Regions from separate parts of the Larimichthys crocea genome. Here region 2 is linked to region 1. Evidence: chromatin contacts called from public Hi-C data. All regions are on one chromosome and are shown on one strand. Each heading gives the region's core, a stretch centred on a gene start, on an enhancer-like site or on the middle of the called end of the contact. The rest is flanking DNA. Distances are from core to core; before and after follow the strand shown.

Evidence for each region. Hi-C and Micro-C count contacts between places; a contact is called where the count stands out from the background.
Region 2: a Hi-C map of muscle shows a contact between it and region 1, with 2.9 times the contacts expected there. The contact joins the promoter of abhd5a here to the promoter of gask1a in region 1. A contact is called at or near these places in 2 of 7 Hi-C or Micro-C datasets (both in muscle).

The regions. Positions count from the first base shown.
Region 1 is chrXIII:28,476,909-28,480,219 of L_crocea_2.0, reverse strand. gask1a (golgi associated kinase 1A) reads right to left here and starts at 1,950. Exons shown (of 6, transcript XM_019268343.2): 1 at 1,611-1,950. The coding sequence starts at 1,613.
Region 2 is chrXIII:28,651,948-28,655,229 of L_crocea_2.0, reverse strand. abhd5a (abhydrolase domain containing 5, lysophosphatidic acid acyltransferase a) reads right to left here and starts at 1,255. Exons shown (of 8, transcript XM_010748297.3): 1 at 1,125-1,255; 2 at 657-737. The coding sequence starts at 1,156. ano10a (anoctamin 10a) reads left to right here and starts at 1,356. Exons shown (of 15, transcript XM_010748299.3): 1 at 1,356-1,439; 2 at 2,217-2,280.

The sequences.
Region 1 (3,311 bases), core at 701-3,200:
AGGAAGGTTAGTTGACTCAGCCTGGAGCTCCAAACCACACTCCTCTCATTTTCAAAATCTATGGGAGTGTGTGTGTGTGTGTGTGTGTGTGTGTGTGTGTGTGTGTGTGTGTGTGTGTCGGCACGCTCACCTGCTCAATCACTCCAATCAGTTAAAGCATGTCTACCCTCTATTTTTCTTTCTGTCTCCACACAGACGTGGAGAAAGGGAACAGGAAAGCACAGCTGAGAACACAAAGAGCGGCAGCAGTGTTTAACATACAAAGACTGCCTATTCTGCAGGTCTGGAGGGTTTCGTGTGCCCAGCACTGTGGCCCCCTGAGACTGAAGAAAGGGGTAGTTAGACCTGAGAACTGCAGTGGACAGGACGGCTATGTTTCAAACAATTATTATAAACCAGAAAGGGAAAGGTAGCACTCCACAGTTTGAGAGTAACATTTCCAACATCTGTCTGTCACCTCCACTGAATTTCATGCACAACAACAACCTAAATCGACTGAGTTCTACATTTTCCACTGCATCCTTCAGCGGTGTCCAAAATAGATCAACATGACAAGAGAAGAGATGAGGATAGAAAAGGGGACAGGAGGAGAAGAGGAGAAAAGAATGGGCAGAGAGTCTCCCTCTTCCATGTGGCAGTCAGACCAGGAGCCTGTCTGCTCGGCATATGGAACCAATTTGAAATGTGAGACTATGGGGACTGTTTGAAAGACAGACGATCAGCCGACAGAAGATAGGAAAAAACTGTTCTGACTCGCCAACAGAGCTAGTTTCAACATTTACCTCCAAAGGAAAATTAATGCAGAATGCAAACGCCAGACAGTGATTCCTGTACATGTTGCATCATTGTATTACTCGTTTAGAGTCACAGCGAGCGTCTTTATGAGGTCCTCTCCTTACATTTTACATTTGAGATGACTACACTACATACATGGACTGATTGACAGACAAACAGAGTGGGGCTGAAATTGACAACTATTTTTTTTTTGACTGTCAATTAATCTGCTGATTATTTTCTTAATTAGTCCCGTGTGCAAAAACTGTCCAAACTTCTCAGAACCCAAATATCTCCAAATATATAAGATTTCCAGCCATAATAGTAACTAATTGCTTGGATAGCTTTGACTCAGAGCTGTACTGTTCCCATGCAACACATCTCATACCAGAAACAGCTGCATTCAGTCCAGTTTTAGTAACCAGGTTAGTGTTGACTGATGTCCACAGTCTGAATGTCGACTTTTAAGAAGAACTTTCTTGCAAACATCATGAAAAAAAACCTTGTTTCAAAGAGGTAACGCTCTTCTCCTCTGTACTTTTACCTCACTGTGCTTTTGAATGAGTTTGTACTGGTTGGGTAAATTTACATTGTTCTCCTCTGTAAGCAGAGGCTCCTCTAACTACGCTTATATTCTCAGGTGTGTCCCGTAATAAACCTAATATGTAGGCCAACAAATCCATTGAATGCGCATTTATAATGCATGTGACACAGCAACTGTTATCCTCCACGTCTGAGTCAGAACTGAACTCGCTTCTACAGGTCCAGGATCTGCCTGCACGGCGCTCTGCTGTTTCACACTGAACGGCTGCAGGGGAAACTTTCAGCGCTCTTACCATGGTTCACATCCCCGGCCCGGTGCATTCCACTGCAGCCTCTTTAAAGTCATTCATCGCGGAGAGATCCCGTCGTCTGGAGGTCGGTCAGTCCGCACACCGACAGCTGGACAGCCGGTGGTCCTGAAGTTGCAGCTCGAGCGGGACCGGCACAAAAAACTTTACGTTGAAAAAAAAAATAATTAAAAAAACGTTTACACAGTTAAATTTGCTGTTTGAAAAAGTGACCCAAGTAACACAGATACCATAACTGCAGGGTCTGTTAACTTTACTTTGACCGTCGGGCTGTCTCGAGCTCAGCCTCCCCTCCCGGGGGAACGCGCTGCCTGCTCCACGAGAGCGCCTGGGAAAGTTGATTTCAAAGTAAAAGCCCGTGAGTTTAAGGAGGAACACTGTCTGCTCAGAGTGAAATATGAGAAGTCTCCCCCTCATCCACATCACATTTCCTTCACGCTGCCAGAAACTCCACGCAGACCTTGACACAGGGAATAAACCAGACTATACTTTTAGGTTTAAATATTGTATGGAAATGTTTTCAAGGAGAAATCTTTGGCCAGCCACGTGGGAAATTCATATCCAAGTTGTTATCATTATAAGTGAAAGCAAACATAATGAGTAAGTTTATTTGGCTGCCACATTCTTTAAAAAAAACATCACTGTTTATCCAGACTCATTGCCAATAACTGCCAGATATGTTCATGCATATTAATGAAGAGCTGTGCGTCTTTGGACATGTCCACTGATTCATCCAGTTGGAGTGCAAATGCCTCCGCTGTTTGTAGTTTCTCAATGATCTGCACCCTCACATTCATCAGTATCTTTTCTGAAAATTGTCAATTATGATGACAAAAATTGGTGGACCCTCTGCAGTACCTCTGAGGACCCCCTAGACGTCATGGACCTCTGGTTGAAGACCCCTGATGTACAGCTTTCATTGTTGTCATTACTACAGACAAACAGATATCCACAAATATTATTTATATCATAACTTATCAGGTACACATTTCATATGTACTAGCATATCCCTGCACATAGCATGTATTCATTTTTATATATTTTAAATGTCTTTGACTCTCACGTGTCCTGCTGCTCTCCCTGCTCATAATCCTGTGTTTCACTTACTCATATTTGCCTTCTACTTGTGGTTAAATTAAAGGTTGTGGCTGTTTATTATTATCAGACACATTTGGGACATTTTGTGGCCAAAAGTTTAGAGAATTGGGAGTTTGTGACCTGAAGGGTGAGTCCACGGAGCAGCCTCATAAATCTAGGTGGACGCTCATCCGCTCCAGGGGACCTTTAACAGATCAGACTGTGCTCTGTGATTGTACTAGGGAGCTTCCACGTGGTATTGTGTGTAAAAAAAAAACAAAAAAACATTGCTGGTTTATAAATAATAAGCCTCATAATCCTGTCTTTTAAATACTATTTTAGCTCCATGTATCCAATTACTATCTAAAGCTGGAGCAGCCAAGGGATCCTTAAAGCGGTTTGCACCAATTTAATAAAAAATTCATTAGGAAACTAGATACTAGATAATTAGGGTATCTTACAGGAGTGACCTCTGCCACAATTGTGGCCTATATACTGCACTAGTTCTTGTAGGTTTAGGGTGCCCTCTTGTGTAATACACCAGCGTGTACTTGCCTTAGTGTGTATGTGTGAATTAGGGAGGTCTTGTCCTTCTGCCACTCATTTCTT
Region 2 (3,282 bases), core at 6-2,505, 180 kb before region 1:
ATCATCATATCAGTTCTCCTGTGATCTCCACCGGTGATCAAAGCATGTCTTCACTCACAGTTTAAGACAGATGACCCTTTGTCATGATGAATAAATATTAACGTTATCTGCATGGATTGGCATGTTTATTATAATAATTAGGGGACACCCATAACAGAACTGTAGTTTTGGTTGGCAGTAGTTCAGTCTGTGGGGGATTGCAGGATCAAATGCGGCACAATCAGCCAGCATGGAGAGCCGACATAACTGGATTAGCAGCTGGCACCTTGCATGGCACCCATTCATCAGTGTATGATAGACTAGAAAAGCAATGCATAACTACAAGTCACTTCACTATTGATCACCAAAAAGTAATGACTGTACTGTGCATTAAAGAAATATAAATATGTTTTTTTAGTGGAATAATTGAATCTAAGAATATTCCCTTTGCATAATGTTTACATGATGGACCATGATTGGCTCCAAATGTGTTATGATGTCACAAAACCCTGCTGTGTCCTCATCATCCATCACCCTGCACAGTGAGAGCGACAGAGCTATGAGCGAAACACATTTCTGAGCAGAGAGAGGACTTTAAGGTTTATCTGAAGCAATGCTGCGTCTTAAACGGTCTTGTGATTTAAGAGGTCCTGCTTCAGGTCAGAGAGCAGACTTACCTTATAGTGCTGTCCACGTAGCCCCACACACTGCTGACCAGACGGTGAGCACCAACAGTAGACAGCAAGCTGTGAACAACCCTGAAGCCGGGACGAAGGGACAGACACAGCAAGGCAAGGTGTTACGGTGATTACTGTCAGTGTGTAGACTGACAGCTCGATGACATTCAAACTATGACACCTCCTCTAATACAGCATCAAGTGTAACGTGTTCAGTGTGTGTCTAAAACACTGGCGCCAGTGTCTCTTGGACACACGAAAGACAAACTAGCATGTTCCTCCTTCGGTGTCCCCATGTCAACATGTGTGTTTGCTTCAACTGCTTTTAAATGTTTAACAAGTTACACTTTCTCTGCCTGCGTTTGACAACAACCCGCAGCTGTTACAGACAGTGTTGCTGTGACACTAACAGACACTAAGTGCCGTTTGCCCGGCTGTAACATACTTCCACAAACAGTAAACACTCACCCTCCGGACGCAGTCACCGCCTGCTCGGCCATACTTCTCCACTGCCTCTGATACTACACGCGGTCACGTGGTCTCAGATACCCACTGACGTAGGGGAGTCCTAACGATTGAAGGCGTTTGATTTGTTGTATAGGGTAAGCTCCACCGAGCGGTGCCTTTACAGCTGAACCCATAACGCTAATGTCCCCGCTCGTCGCAGCCCTTTCTTCTCTTGTTTATAAATGAAAACAAGCGCTCCAGAGCGTGAGGCATTGCGGAAGCGTCTTTCCTGTCAAATATCCAAACATTAGCCGCCCAGCAGAGCAGACAGCTTCGGTGAGTAGCTGAACGACACTAATACATAATATTTAGTAAATATTAAACATTTTGTTTCACACGTTCACAACACAACCCCAGTCTCTGTGTTGACTCACAGCTGCAAGTCATGTCAGGAGGGCTGTGTTCGGTTAAAGGGTCGTAAGGAAAGCCTTCATTCAACCGAACATTGGAGTGTGGAAGTCACTGATACTGATTTTAGGAATACAGACACGTTTACTCTTTAATATGTTTAGTGAGATATTAGTCTGCGCAGGGCCACGGCTCGGTCCCAGTGAGCAGGACCTGCACCAAGGGACCGCTGCAGCTCTCATTGACACACCTGTGAGTGTCCTGCGGTCAGGTTACACGTCACAGTGTCTGTCTGTGTAACGGCGCTGGCCAGCAGTGCTAGATTAAAGCAATATACCTATTATGTTTAGTGTTTCACAAGTGATATAAGGTCATATAAAAGTGTCAGATATTTTTTTTTAGAGCTATGGAATATTAAATCACTACGCAACAAGTAGTGCCTAAGGAAACATGTGGATATATGTGCTCATCCAGTTGATTTTAGTCCAAAATCTCAGTCATAGCGAGCACGAGGCGGCAGTGATTGGTTAATTCGTCTACGTCAGAGCGCTGGTTGGGGGCGTGGCTGAAGTTGAGCCCTGCTTCGTGACGTGGAGCTCAACAAGTCCAGCGGGTGCAGCAGCAGCAGCAGCAGCGGCAGCATTAGCCTCACACACACTGACTGCTCAGACAGGTCGATTTCAAATCTAATGTGACTGTTCACAGATCAGCAGGGTCAGCTCCCGCCCCGAGGCTGGAACAGAGCCGTTTCCTACATACACAGATCTGGGTAAGTACTGACCATGTCCCTGCCCCCCATCCCACCACCAGCATACAAACAGAGACGAAAAGCTTTATCTGTGTGGCAGACTGTACTGTGGCAGATCAGCTGCTTCATGCAGCTGTCTGACTTTCCAACTACATGTACACTAATGTCTGTCAGCTGTTTCTGTCAGTTCTCCAGGACTCTGACCAGACATGTTCTGGATGTGCAATACATATATTAAATACAGTAGATCATGACTTTAATTATGATGATAACTGATGATGATAAGACCACTTTATTTCTGTTTACACACACCTTGCCTAAGCCTCAATATTTACTCTAACTTAGTCCTGGTGTCTTACCCTGTTCTGTCTCTATTGGTTCTCTTTATGTGGATTATTTATGTTAAAAAAGGACTTAACAAAGAAGAAAAACTCTTTAATATACAGAAAACTGTTAAAAAAACAGGCTTGTAAATACATTCCAAATATATATGTATGTATTCAAGATAGTTGGCTCATAAGAACATGCATAACTCCTGAAAACATTGTGTAACTTAAGTGAAATATCCCAGGTCGATGATATAACAAATGAGATCTGGGGGTTTGTGAGTGATCTTAAGGAGAAACACTACAAGGCAAAAACATGATATTTTTTCATGCACTGGTGAATGTAAATAGTTTGTTTTTTTCAGACTCATGGACTGAAAACACCAAGTACACATTTAGGTGTTTATTTTGCTGCACCTTGTGTTTTTGCATCTGTACAGTTGTCATAATCCCTGTTTTGTATATTTAAACATACAACTTCCAGAAAACCTGTAACACAAAACATAATTATCATAATTAGCTGTGGAAGTTTCATGGTGATATTTGTACCCTATTCACCTGTAGAGTCTAGCTATAATTTAAACTTTCAAAATTTAACCTCTATAATAATTTCATGTTTATTGTCACATTACTATGTGATTTTATAGATTGTGTATGAAATCCTCTCTTTCTCCCTGACCTTCACCTCTTTCTCATG